Regions from separate parts of the Macaca mulatta genome. Here region 1 is linked to region 2. The links are chromatin contacts, called in public Hi-C maps. All regions are on one chromosome and are shown on one strand. Each heading gives the region's core, a stretch centred on a gene start, on an enhancer-like site or on the middle of the called end of the contact. The rest is flanking DNA. Distances are from core to core; before and after follow the strand shown. Region 1 holds the start of HAUS5 (HAUS augmin like complex subunit 5). Region 2 holds the start of TMEM147 (transmembrane protein 147).

What was found. A called contact is a pair of places that touch in the nucleus more often than the background predicts.
Region 1: a contact with region 2 is called in a Hi-C map of CD4 T cells, with 1.9 times the contacts expected there. The contact joins the promoter of HAUS5 here to the promoter of TMEM147 in region 2.

Annotation. Positions count from the first base shown.
Region 1 is chr19:46,869,284-46,876,133 of T2T-MMU8v2.0, forward strand. It overlaps HAUS5 (HAUS augmin like complex subunit 5), which reads left to right and starts at 4,685. Exons shown (of 17, transcript XM_077982300.1): 1 at 4,685-4,967; 2 at 5,825-5,932.
Region 2 is chr19:46,808,101-46,814,960 of T2T-MMU8v2.0, forward strand. TMEM147 (transmembrane protein 147) reads left to right here and starts at 2,050. Exons shown (of 7, transcript NM_001194024.2): 1 at 2,050-2,265; 2 at 2,337-2,406; 3 at 2,969-3,028; 4 at 3,114-3,250; 5 at 3,387-3,471; 6 at 3,560-3,681; 7 at 3,765-3,964. The coding sequence starts at 2,189. The coding sequence ends at 3,888. GAPDHS (glyceraldehyde-3-phosphate dehydrogenase, spermatogenic) reads left to right here. Exons shown (of 11, transcript XM_001095332.5): 9 at 148-310; 10 at 1,362-1,459; 11 at 1,547-1,768. The coding sequence ends at 1,619. It overlaps LOC144329402 (a long non-coding RNA gene), which reads right to left and starts at 2,006. Exons shown (of 3, transcript XR_013410509.1): 1 at 596-2,006.

The DNA.
Region 1 (6,850 bases), core at 3,435-5,934, 64 kb after region 2:
GTGAGATTTCATAACTGCCATCTTCCTTGAGAGTGTGAGGAGGGTTTTATCTGGGGAGATGATGGCCTCCCAGACAGACAGAGAGAACTAAGATGCCAGGCACCCAAGACCAACAACAGCCCACCATGACCACACTCTTTGTCTGATATGGTTTGGCTGTGTCACCACCCAAATCTCATCTTGAATTGTAACTCCCATAATCCTCACATTTCATGGGAAGGACGCACTGGGAGGCAATTGAATCACGGGGGTGGGTTTTTCCCATGCTGTTCTCGTGATCTCGAGTAAGTCTCATGAGATCTGATTTTTATTTTATTATTATCTATTTTTATTTTTATTTTTATTTTATTTTTTTGAGACGGAGTCTCGCTTTGTCGCCCAGGCTGGAGTGCAGTGGCATGATCTCTGCTCACTGCAAGCTCCGCCTCCCGGGTTCACGCCATTCTCCTGCCTTAGCCTCCGAGTAGCTGGGACTACAGGTGTGCACCACCACACCCAGCTAATTTTTTGCATTTTTAGTAGAGACGTGTTAGCTAGGATGGTCTCGATCTCCTGACCTCGTGATCCACCCACCTCAGCCTCCCAAAGTGCTGGGATTACAGGCGTGAGCTACCGCGCCCAGCAAGATCTGATTTTTATAAAGGGCAGTTCCACTGCACATGCTGTCTTGCCTGCAGCCGTGTAAGATGTACCTATGCTCCACTGTGAGTCCATTAAACCTCGTTTTCTTTATAAATTACCCATTCTTGGATATTTCTTCATAGCAGTATGAAAATGGACTAATACATTGCCCACCACACATATTTTTTTAAGCCAGTCAAATTTAGCAGTGGGGGTTGTATACCAACTTAGTGGCACTAATATGTTTTGATAACCTACTATCATTGGTTCAAACATATAAATATACAGCCACATCATACATGAAATAGAATGTAGATAGCCAGGCTGGGCGTGGTGGCTCACGCCTGTAATCCCAACACTTTGGGAGGCCAAGGCAGGCGGATCACCTGAGGTCAAGAGTTCGAGACCAGCCTGGCCAACATGGCGAAACCCCATCTTTACTAAAAATACAAAAATTAGGCAGGCATGGTGGCGTATGCCTGTCATCCCAGCTACTCAGGAAGCTGAGGCAGAATTGCTTGAACCTGGGAGGCAGAGGTTGCAGTGAGCCGAGATTGCGCCACTGCACTCCAGCCTGGGCAACAGAGTGAGGATCTGTCAAAAAAAAAAAAAAGAAAAAGAAAAAGAAAAAGAAAAAAAAAGAATGTAGATAGCCAATAGGGTAAAAACAGTTTCTTAGGCAAACTGATCTTATGTTTCTGCCAAAGCTTACTAACATGCTGGTAATGAACCAAAGAAGTAATAAAATTATGCCAGTTCACAAAGTGTATGGAAAAGAAGAGCTCATATCCTTTAAAAGTAGAACGCTTATGTAGCTGGTTTATTTTCTTTGTTTTGCTTTTGTTTTTTGTTTTGTTTTGTTTTGTTTTCCTTTTCTTTGAGACTGAGTTTCACTCTGTCGCCCAGGCTGGGGTGCGGTGGCATGATCTTGGCTCACTGCAACCTCTGCCTCCCAAGTTCAAGCGATTCTCATGCCTCAGCCTTCCGAGTAGCCGGGATTACAGGTGCCTGCCACCATGCCCAGCTAATTTTTGTATTTTTAGTAAAGACAGGGTTTCACCATGTTGGCCAGGCTAGTCTCCAACTCGTGACCTCAAGTGATCCACCTGCCTCGGCCTCCCAAAGTACTAGGATTACAGGCATGACCCACTGCACCCAGCCTGCTTTGTTTTTTGAGACAAGGTCTTGCTCTGTCACCCAGGCTGGAGTGCAGTGGCATAATCACAGCTCACTGCAGTCTCAAACTCCTGCGTTCAAGCCATCCTCCTGCCTCAGCCTCCCAAGAAGCTGGGACCACAGGCGGACACCACCATGCCTGGCTAATTTCTTTTTCTTGTGTAAAGATGGGGTCTCGCTATATTGCCCAGGCTGGTCTCAAACTCCTGAGCTCAAACAATCCTCCCACCCGGGTCTCCCAAAGTGCTGGAATTATAGGTGTGAGCCACTGTGGCCAGCCAATTATTGTTGTCTTAAGAGTTATTTATGTATTTTAGATACTCCTTTATAAGTGTTTTGCAAATATTTTCTCTTAGTCTGTGACTCGTCTTTTCATTCTTTGTTTTTTGTTTTTTGTTTTTTTTTTTCAGACAGGGTCTTGCTCTGTTGCCCAGGCTGGAGTGCAGGGGCACAATCCTAGCTCACTGCAGCCTCTGAACTCTTTGGTTCAAGTGGTCTTCCCGCATCAGCCTCAGCCTCCCAAGTAACTGGGACCACCAGCACACGCCACCACACTCACCTAACTTAAAAAAAATTTTTTTTTTAGAGATGGGGTCTCTCTATGTTGCCCAGACTAGTTTCAAACTCCTAGGCTCGAGCAATCCTCCTGCCTTGACCTGCCAAAGTGCTGGGATTACAGGCACAGGTCACTGCACCCGACCTCATTCTCTTAACATGTTTAAAGGTCTCAAACACATTCAGAGTCTCCTGAAAAGCTCATAGACCCAAGGCAGATGTGGTGCCTAATTGATTTTCTTAAAAAATAGCAAAAAAAAATTCTCTACACAGGTAGAAGAATGGGCATGTCTGGGGGAAATGGCAGCTGTTAAGAAACCAGACATCCAGGAGTCACAGCTGGCAATCCTTCCCTCCAGGAAGCCCACCAGGATTGCATCAGCCCATGGCACTCTCTTCTGCCTCTCAATCCTTGACAGGTGTGTGAAGCTGGCTTCAGCTTCTCCTGCACACCTATCTCAGTGCTGATCATTGTCCCCTAGGTCAGAGACCTGAGGCGCCCTTTGGATGTCTCCCTGGCTCCTCACACTCCCGAGACTCCACGCTGTCCTCAGCATCTCTCCCAAAACAACTGTTCCTCACAGGTCCCTGTTTCAAAGTCCACCCCATCCAATCCCTGGGCCAGTGCCCTGAGCCTCACCCTGAATCCCCTCCCTTCTTCCAGTTCATCAAACTTATGACCCATTTACTCTGCCTCCTCCTTCCTTCCCCACAGCCCCACCCTGGCCCAGCAACTGTCCTCACCCTCCATCCCTCATCCTGCTCCAGCCTCCTCCCTGGGTACCCAGCTCTAGTCTCACTCCACCATCTTTCCCCACTTGCTGACTCAAAAACTATTTATTTTTGAGACACAGTCTTGCTCTATCACCCAGGCTGGAATGCAGTGGCGGGACCTTGGCTCACTGCAACCTCTACCTCCTGAGTTCAAGCGATTCTCCTGCCTTAGCCTCCTGAGTGGAGTAGCTGGGACTACAGGCGCAAGCCACCATGCCCAGCTAATTTTTGTATTTTTTGTAGACAGGGTTCCACGATATTGGGCAGGCTGGTCTCGAACTCCTGACCTCAAATGATTTGTCCACCTCAGCCTCTCAAGTGCGGGATTACAGGCGTGAAACACGATGCCCGGCCTAATTCAACAACTATTTCGAAAGCCACGCTCTGAACTGGACACCAAGGAGAAAGTGATGGCCTAGGCAAGCCCGCTGAGTGAAAGTTCCATAAATACTGCCTTTCCTCAGGGCCCGTCTTCCTCTGCTCTGGTCTCATACTGATGCCCACAGCGCATTCAGCTCTCTGACGGGGCCCAGCAGGCTCGCCAGAACTCCAGCCCTACTGCTTTCTGGGCATCCCGCAGACCTCTCACACCTGCTGTGTCCCAAACTGACCCACTCCTGCTGCTTATTTTTACCATCCCTACCTGGTGGTGTGTCTGTCTCCCCACTGAACTGTGAGCTCTGTACAATAGGGACCAGGGCTGTCGTGGTCACCATGTTGTCCCCAGCATCACCCAGCACAGAGTCAGCTCCCTGAGTTTATGGAATGGTAAGCACAAATGAATGGGAAAATGCATGCCAGGGAAATGTTAGGGTCATACTATCTGCCCCTACCCTCCACTCAGACATGGGACACCTGTTTCTGAAATCAAAGAGCAGTAAGTCCAGGATCTCATTCCCTGGTTCCAGTCCTCCTAGGCTGCAAGTCCCATTTTGTCAACAAAATAAAGGGGGCGGGCACGGTGGCTCACACCTGTAATCCCAACACTTTGGGAGGCTGAGGCGGGAGGATCGCTTTAGCCCAGGAGTTCAACAGCCCAGAAGCTGAGACTAGCCTGGGCAACATAGTGAGATCCCATCTCTATTAAAATAAAAATGTTATTTTTTTGTTTTTGTTTTTTTGAGACAGAGTCTCGCTCTGCCGCCCAGGCTGGAGTGCAGTGGCCCGATCTCAGCTCACTGCAAGCTCCGCCTCCCGGGTTCACGCCATTCTCCTGCCTCAGCCTCCCGAGTAGCTGGGACTACAGGCGCCCGCCACCTCGCCCGGCTAGTTTTTTGTATTTTTTAGTAGAGACGGGGTTTCACCGGGTTAGCCAGGATGGTCTCGATCTCCTGACCTTGTGATCCGCCCGTCTTGGCCTCCCAAAGTGCTGGGATTACAGGCTTGAGCCACCGAGCCCGGCCTAAAATAAAAATGTTTAATTAAAAGAAGAAGAAGAAAATAAAGGGAAGCATCAAGGACTGTTTTGCCTCTTTCGGGTTAGCTGGTAGTGAGCGAGAGAACGAGGGAAGGCGGGCGGGGCCGCCGTCTCTCCACGCCCTTTTCATTTCCACTCAAGGAGACCCACCTGGGAAGAGTGAGCGCTGCAAGACCCAACCTTACCACGCTAAGGTTACTACGCAGCGCCGGAGCCCGCTGTCTGCCCGGCAACCGATGACGTCCTGTTGGCGCGTCCGTGGCGTCAGAGGCGGGCGCCACACTTGAAGAGGCTGAGGGAGGCGGTGGCGCAGCTGTGGCGCTGTCATGGAGCTAGCGCGGGAAGCGCGGGAACTGAGTTGCTGGGCGGCCGAAGAGATGGGGGTGCCCGTGGCAGCCCGAGCCCGGGAATCGACGCTGCGCAGGTGAGGACCGCTCCTGGAGTGAGGACTCCCCACCCTGGAGATTGAGTCTCCGGGAGTGAGAGCTCCACCCCTCATTGAGGACTCGACCCCCCATTCCCCATCGAAAGTGACCCGAGTTACTGAGGGCTCCCTGCCCTGGGAGGCTTCCCAGAGTGAGGTCCCTAGCACTGGTGAGAATCCTCCACGAGTTAGTGAAGATCCCTCTCCGTATGGAAATAGGATCTCCAGGGTGAGGCTGTCCCCGCAGCACCTCCCCTTCCCACCCTTACCCCAACCAAAAAGGACACTCAGGAGTTAGCCGTGGCCACCCCATCGGGATTGAATCTGTAGGAGTGATGCCCCACATCTGGCCATGAGATGGCACTTCCTGGCAGTACATCCCCCACCTCCACCTCTGAATGTGACTGGATAACCCTCTCCCAGGAGAAAGGGAGCCCTCGCCACTCACCCCCACCCCCACCCCCATCCCCCACCCCCGCCTTCCCGGGGAATGAGAATACCACCATACTTAGTGCAAAGATCCAGTCCCTACAAAAAAAATGTTTTACCAATTAGCCGGGTGTAGTGGTGCCTGCCTGTAGTCCTAGCTGTTCTGGAGGCTGAGGTGAGAGGATCGCATGAGCCCAGAAGGTTAAGGCTGCAGGGAGCTATGATCATACCACTGCACTCCAGCCTGGGCAACAGAGCGAGACTCTGTCCCTAAAAAAAAAAAAAAAAAAAAAAAAAAAAGTTTGGGCCTTCCCTCCCCAAGAAGTGAGAACTCCCTAATAAAGACTCCCTACCACCATCACCTTGGGAATGAGGATCCCACACCCTGTGTGCTGCCCCAGGCATACGCTTACACACTGTCCCCACAGGCTGTGTCTGGGCCAGGGGGCTGACATCTGGGCCTACATCTTGCAGCATGTGCACAGTCAGAGGTAAGTTGGGCTAGAGTAGGGGAGGGGGCACAGGTGAGGTCCGTAGTAACTCCTCCTTTTGCCTCTGCACTGTAGGACTGTCAAGAAGATCCGAGGAAACCTACTCTGGTAACTGCTTCTTAAAGCTATCCCTTCCTATCCCCACTCCCATCTAGCCCTGTCCTCACCACAGCATCACACCTGTTGCCCTCCCCACTGGAAGCCCCACTCATCCACTGACTCTGGTCTCATTTTCCTAGGTATGGCCACCAGGACAGTCCACAGGTAAGAAGCATATGCTGCAAGATTCTCTTTCATCCGAAAAATGATTTGTAGATCTCCTGTTCTAAGCCCAACCAGGTGCTGGGTGATGCTGGGGACAATGGGTCACAAGATAGCCCTGATCCCCATCCTCATAGGGCTTAAAGTCCAGTGGAGATAGCATTAGCTCAGCTGGGAGCAGTGGCTTACACCTGTTATCCCAGCACTTTGGGAGGCTGAAGCGGGCGGATCACCTGAGGTCAGGAGTTCGAGACCAGCCTGTCCAACATGGTGAAGCCCCATCTCTACTAAAAATAAAAAATTAGCCAGGTGTGGTGGTGCACACCTGTAATCCTGTCTACTTGGGAGGCTGAGGCAGGAGAATTGCTTGAACCTGGGAGGCAGAGGTTGCAGTGAGCCGAGATCGCTCCACTGCACTCCAGCCTGGGCAATGCAGTGAGACTCTGTCCAAAAAAAGAAAAAAATATAAAGAGATAGTATTAGCTGGGGGCAGAGAGGTGGGACATGGATATGTGGCATCAAAGCTGCTGAGAAGAGATGGAGGGACAGGTTTGGGAGAGATGCTGAGGCCAGTGTAGGACCTAGTGGGTGTAAGAGGCTCATATGACACCTGAGGGGAGGCTTCCAGGAGTCCTTGGGACTTCTAGGTGCAGGGCTCCAGGAAGAGATCAATACTGGGACAAAGATGTGGTTGTCATCAGC
Region 2 (6,860 bases), core at 800-3,299:
ACCAGGGTGGGGGCATACCCCGGGAGGACTGGACTGGCCCTCAGTCCTTAAGGGGAAAGCAGGAGCCTGGCCCGGCCACAGGGCAAGGGGGATTGGAGGGCAACGTCCCTAAGTTCTGACTCCTGTTCTTCATGGGGGATTCTCCAGGAAGCTGACAGGGATGGCATTCCGGGTACCAACCCCGGATGTGTCTGTTGTGGACCTGACCTGCCGTCTCGCCCAGCCTGCCCCCTACTCAGCCATCAAGGAGGCTATAAAAGCAGCAGCCAAGGGGCCCATGGCTGGCATCCTTGCCTACACCGAGGATGAGGTAGGGGCTGAGGAGAGGAGACCCTGGGAGGAGCCCTCTGGGGAGGGACATGATTTCCACTTGCCAGGGAGCTGCTCTCAATGTGTCAAGACAGAAACTGCAGGGCGGGAAGGGAGATCTCCCTGCCTCAGGGCCTTTGCACTTCCTGTTCCTTTGGTCTGGAATGCTTGCCCCCCCCAGATGACCACACAGTCTGTCCTTACTTCCTCCAAGTCTCTACTTCAACCTCCCTCTTCAGCAAGGCACCCCCTCAAAAGATGTTCTTTCTGTGGCCCTATTCCTCACCTGAAATTTCTTGTCAGTCACTGTTGATCCCAATGGTGTGTGCATTCCAAGAAAACAGGGATTTAGGGGCTGCGTTTTCACTTTTCTGGCTCCAACCTGGCAGACAGCAGGTGACCAATACATGCTTAGTGAACAAAAGACAACAGTTCTCATTTTTTTCAATACTTGTTCAGGGCCAGGCCATGGCCAGGTGCCTTCTCTGTGAGGAGTGGATGCCATGGTCATGGTGGACCCCGTACATCTACCTTGGTGCTGTCTCCCTGCATTAACTCCTGCAGGTCCACTTTCCCACAGTCGCCAGGATCTTTTGTTTTAATGGAATCACACTGCATCACCCATTTTCAGGAGTGAAAACACTCTTGTGGCCTTTCCTGACACTAGGGCTAAAACCCTCAGGTTCTCCGTTCCTGCAGCTCCTTCCACCTCAGACGCTGTGTTGAGGGCCAGAGCCAGTGAGATCTTCCTAGTCATCTAGACTCAGGCTCATGGCCACCCCTCAGAGAGGCCCTCCATACTGGCCCATTTCAAATGCTTGCATTATTCCTAGGAAAGGGATGTACTGGTACAGCATGAGGGTGTTTGTGACCTGTGCCCTTTGGTCAGACCCCAGTAGAGTGCCTTGGTCCCTGTCCCCAGAGACTGAACACAGTAGGGCTGCATCAAAAATAGATGAATGCATGGATGGGCGATAGAGCTAAGAGCACTGTCAGCTCCTGGAAGTCCTTGCTCTGCCGGACACACTTATCTTTGAAATTCTGACGCCCAGGTCGTCTCTACGGACTTCGTCGGTGATAGCCACTCGTCCATCTTCGATGCTAAGGCCGGCATTGCGCTCAATGACAATTTCGTGAAGCTCATTTCATGGTAAGGGGAAAGGAGCTGGAGACTTGCAGGGGAACTAAGGGGTGGTCGGAAGGAACCCCCTTGAGCCTGCCAATCCCTCCTCCACAGGTACGACAACGAATATGGCTACAGTCACCGGGTGGTCGACCTCCTCCGCTACATGTTCAGCCGAGACAAGTGAAACGGAAAGGTCCCTTCTTTCCTTCCCAGGGGCCAGGGCCGGTACATGTGCCTCCCGTTCCTGCATCTGGCTGCCCGGGGGAGGAAGGGCACCCGGGGCGGACGCCCCACGCCGCTGGGTCCATGGTGAAATAAAAAACAGTGCTCACAGCTGCGTCCCGTATTTCTGCGCCGGTCACGGCGGGTTCTGATCCGGGTTTGAGGCCCGCCCCACCCTTACTCGATCGCCTGCGCCCACGGGCGAGGGGTCGCGCTTGACGTCAAGCCGGGTTCCACTTCGGGAGACGGGGACAGCGATGGCAGCGGGAGAGGTCCCGCATGGCCGGAAGTCACTCCCCACAGCGCTGGGCCGGGAGCGCTGGCAACCGGGCCCGGCCACGGGCGCTCTGACGTCACTGGGCGCGACGCCCCGCGCCGAGACTACTGATCCCAGAAGGTCGCGCGCTGGCCCCCGCCAGTCAGGTGGGCGCCAGGCCCTGGCCGTGGCGAAAGTACCGGCGGAGCCGGAGACCCGCTGCCGGAGACGCCGCCTCGCGATCCCCGCGCGGGCGGGACCGGGCGGCCAGCGTCATGACCCTGTTTCACTTCGGGAACTGCTTCGCTCTCGCCTACTTCCCCTACTTCATCACCTACAAGTGCAGCGGCCTGTGAGTGCGGGAAGGGCGCGGGGCGGAGAGGGCGCGGGGCCCGGGCCGAGCCTCACCTCCCGCTTCTCCAGGTCCGAGTACAACGCCTTCTGGAAATGCGTCCAGGCTGGAGTCACCTACCTCTTTGTCCAACTCTGCAAGGTAAGGGCCGCCGGAATCCACGTGTTCTGGCCCCCAGGCTCTGCAGACCCAGGGACCCGCCCCCGTTGCGTATCCCCCGCCACGGTGGGACCGCCCTCGGGACTCAGCGTAGGGAGGCGTCAGGATACCTAGAAAGGATAGACTTTAAAGAGGGCACGACCTGAGAAGAGGCCTAAAAGCAACTTTTGCGTCGCACTTAGTAAAACTGAGAAAACGTCAGTAGTGTGGTTGGCTAAGAGGTGTTTTTTTTTTTGGTGCGATTAAGAGTGATCACTGATTCCCTACATGCTGTTAACACTGCCCAAGGAGCAGCACCTTCAAACCTGACTCAGATGCCCTGTGATCACCCAGAACTCCAACTTCCAGCCCCCTCGGGGACCCGGGGACCTATCCTCTATCTCCCCCATTCCTGTAATCTTGCCACCATCTGGTGGTTCCTCTTCCAGATGGGTCCCCAGAACCTGTCCTGCCCTCCTCATACCCACGAACTTCCCACAAATCCCACGTGGTTTATCTTGATCCCCTCACCTTGAAGTGACCTCTTTCTGCTTTCTCTTCTCAGATGCTGTTCTTGGCCACTTTCTTTCCCACCTGGGAAGGCGGCATCTATGACTTCATTGGGGTGAGAGGGGCCAGGGAAGGGCAGGGCATGCAGGAGCGGGGCTCCCTGTCCCCTGTGCTTACTTAAGCCTCAACCTGACCCGCAGGAGTTCATGAAGGCCAGCGTGGATGTGGCAGACCTGATAGGTCTAAACCTTGTCATGTCCCGGAATGCCGGCAAGGGGGAGTACAAGATCATGGTTGCTGCCCTGGGCTGGGCCACCGCTGAGCTTATTATGTCCCGGTGCGTGCAGCAGCCTGGAACCCAGACACCTGAGAAGGGACACCTGGGTTCCACGGGGGTGCTGGAGGGCAGGGGCTCACAGCCTGGTACTGAAGGTGTCTGGGTACTGGAGAATCCCATCCTTTGCCTTCCTCAGCTGCATTCCCCTATGGGTCGGAGCCCGGGGCATTGAGTTTGACTGGAAGTACATCCAGATGAGCATAGACTCCAACATCAGTCTGGTAGGCAGTCCTGCTCTCCCACACACACATTTCTGCTGGCGGCCATACTCCTATCGAGGCCTGGCCCCAACTTTCCGCCTCCCTCCAGGTCCATTACATCGTCGCATCTGCTCAGGTCTGGATGATAACACGCTATGATCTGTACCACACCTTCCGGCCGGCTGTCCTCCTACTGATGTTCCTCAGTGTCTACAAGGCCTTCGTGATGGAGTGAGCTGGGTGGGGTTTAGGGCTGGGTCCAAAGTGGGGTGGGTTATCTAGTCTCCCTCCCTCATGGTGACATTTTCCTGCAGGACCTTCGTCCACCTCTGCTCACTGGGCAGCTGGACAGCCCTACTGGCCCGAGCAGTGGTAACGGGGCTGCTGGCCCTCAGCACCTTGGCCCTGTACGTCGCCGTTGTCAATGTGCACTCCTAGGCTTGGTGTCTCAGATACTGATGTACCCTTTCCCTGACTCGCTTCAGGTTTTAGTGAAGTAAACAGTATTTGGAAAGTTGCTGCTGCCTCCATTTCTCTCTCTCTTGGGAACTGTCTCCCAATACCGTGCCCACCTGGGTCCCAGAGGCCCTGGTTCTGGCTCAGGAGCCAGGTAGACAAGCTGGAAGCTAGCCAGTCACTGGCTTATCCCATGTCCTGTTCCTCAGGCTCCTAGTTTGTCAGGAGTAGACAATGTTTGGATGATCTTTGAGCAATGGCAGAGGCCAGGGCCCTCAGGGAACAGGTGATAGAGGGGAGCTAGAATCCAAGAGAAGGCCCTTGGGGGCTCTTCCTCTCCTCACAGCCTCAACCTGGGCCTCCCCACACAGGTCCTTCCCGGGCTGGTTACCTCTGAGGCTCCCGGCCCCAGTGTCCCCCTCCAATCCATCCTCTGTATGGCAGCCAGGGGATCTATCTGAAACCCATGTAACCGGGTCATCCTCCCGCTTGCAACCACTTGCAGCCCCTTGTTACACAGTGGACAGTCCAATTGCTCGGCCTTTGGTTTTATCCAACCAGCAAAATCAGCTTTTCTGAAACTGCTCCCTAGAATAATTTGCCCAGCCAGATTCTTAACATCGTTCAAGCCATGGGGTCAGCATGAGGCTGGGGGGAGAGTTGTGACTGTGAGCTCCTCAGTTCTATGGCCCTCAGCTCAGATCCCAGCCTGAGCCTTCTCAGGGTGGAGTGGAGAGACAGCTGCAGCCAAGGAGCAGAGCAGTGGGGCCCCCAGCTTTGACCTTGTCCTGGATGCCCCCCTCCATTCTCGGCCTTCCTTGGTCCACTGAAGCCAGCTCCCCGCCTCTCTCTGAGGGGGATGTGTCAGAAGTTTTGAATGTCATGTTTAAGCTCCACTTTGATGCACACCTTCCCCACTCAGGAAGATGTTCCCCAGCCCTGACGTTCCCAGTGGGGTACCCCAGGGAGTAGGTTAGGGCAGTTGCCCCTCTTCCTCCAGGCTGTTGAGGTTCCATATGATTTTTTTCTTTTTTTTTTTCCTTTGAGACGGAGTCTTGCTCTGACGCCCAGGCTGGAGTACAGCGGCGTGATCTAGGCTCACTGCAAGCTCCACCTCCCGGGTTCACGCCATTCTCCTGCCTCAGCCTCCCGAATAGCTGGGACTACAGGCGCCCGCTACCACGCCCGGCTAATTTTTTTGTGTTTTTAGTAGAGATGGGGTTTCACTGAGTTAGCCAGGATGGTCTCGATCTCCTGACCTTGTGATCTGTCCGCCTCAGCCTCCCAAAGTGCTGGGATTATAGGCATGAGCCACCGTGCCCGGCCCATGATTTTTTTTTAAGGTTAGGCCTAGGAAAGCTCGCTATGACTGTCTCAGTGTTTCCGGAGGGAGCATTTGCCCTCAGACAGGGCAGCCGCCATCTAGGCCCACTCTTTCTCATTGTTTGGAATAAAGACAGGGTCCACGGGTCTCGGGAGCTGGGAGTGATTGATCGCTTTGACTTTGATGTGGAAACGAAGTAGATGGGGCAGTCTCTGGGTGGACTTGTGACAAGGTCACTTTCTCCCACACTTCCATGCCCCACATAGCTCTTCACACACATTGAGATAAGTGTAGGTTGCAGAAATTACCAGCTGGAATAATCCCAGCTTACATGGGGTTCAGGGAGAGAGACTGGAGTGGTTAGGGCTGAGTTGGCAGAAGACGGTGAAGCCTGGGCGGTTGGACTGTGGGGAGCCAGGCTGCAGGTAATCAGGGTTATGATGGGAAAACACCGGGTTGTGGGGATCCAGAGGAGCCGCCTGGCCTGCCATGGAAGCAGTGCGGGCTCCCCTGAGCAGAGGACATGTGAGCTGAGACCTAAAGAATGAGTGACTGGGGCAAGGCAGAGGTAATGGTCTTGAGGTCAGAGAGGAGGCCTGTTTTTCCCAAGGGAACATAACTGGTTGGAATGAGTTCAAGGAGGCTTGTGAGACTACAGAAGCTGGCAGGGGTCAGATCACAGAAGGCTTTGGGAACCATGGAGAGCTCTAGGCAGAGGAAGAACAGGGTCAGATTTGGCTTTAGGAAGCTCTGATGGCTGTTGTCTGGAGTGGGAAGGCTGAGGCCAGGAGGCCAGGGCTGGACTAGAGCGGGGCTGGTGGGGTTAGGGTAGCGACTGGAAGCCAAGCGGAGGTGTTGGTGATCAGTGGGCTGTGTGTATTTATTTACCGGCAGGGGGCGCCGTGGGGTGGTAACAGGTAAGGGAGGAGCAAAAAGTTCCAGGATAACTGGAGTTTGGGGCCTGTAAGCCCGAGGGTTTACCACGGTTCCAAGGGAGAAGGGACCACACTGATGAGACAGTGGGACTATCAGATTGGGTCAGTGCATGGGTACAGGTATGGGGGATATGGAGGATGATGAAGAGGCCAGTGTAGGTCACCTCCGACACTGGGGGAAGCTGGGGACAGATGTGGACCTCACGGCAGAAACAACTGAAGCCATGCAGGTCTGGGGGGCTGTGGTCACAAGGAAGGAGAAGCCTAGGACCTAGCCAGAGAAAGCTACATAAGAAAGAGGAAGAGAAGTGAACAGAGAGGCTAGGAAAGGAGCAGCAGAGGTGGGAGGTGGGGGGATGGGGTTAACCTTTCAGGTGAGGGGTGTGAGGAGGGGACCTCCAGGAGTTGTTCAGGAACTGGCCATTTCTGGGACAGAGGAGTAAGCAGGTAGGCTCAGAGAGGAGACACCGGTGGGGGGTGGGGGATGCTTGATGTGGAAATGACTTGGGTCCCCTCGTGTCTGGGAGCCCCCAGGAGGGAGAAAGGTGCTGAGAACAGAGAAAGCCCAGAGGTGATGGGGGGCGCCTGTGGTCACGGCCCAGCTTGCCTTTAGATGCCATGACCCTGGGCAAAGAAATAGGAATCATTTCCCCAAGGCAGGTTTATTGAGCACCTACTATGTGCCAGGCTGTGTC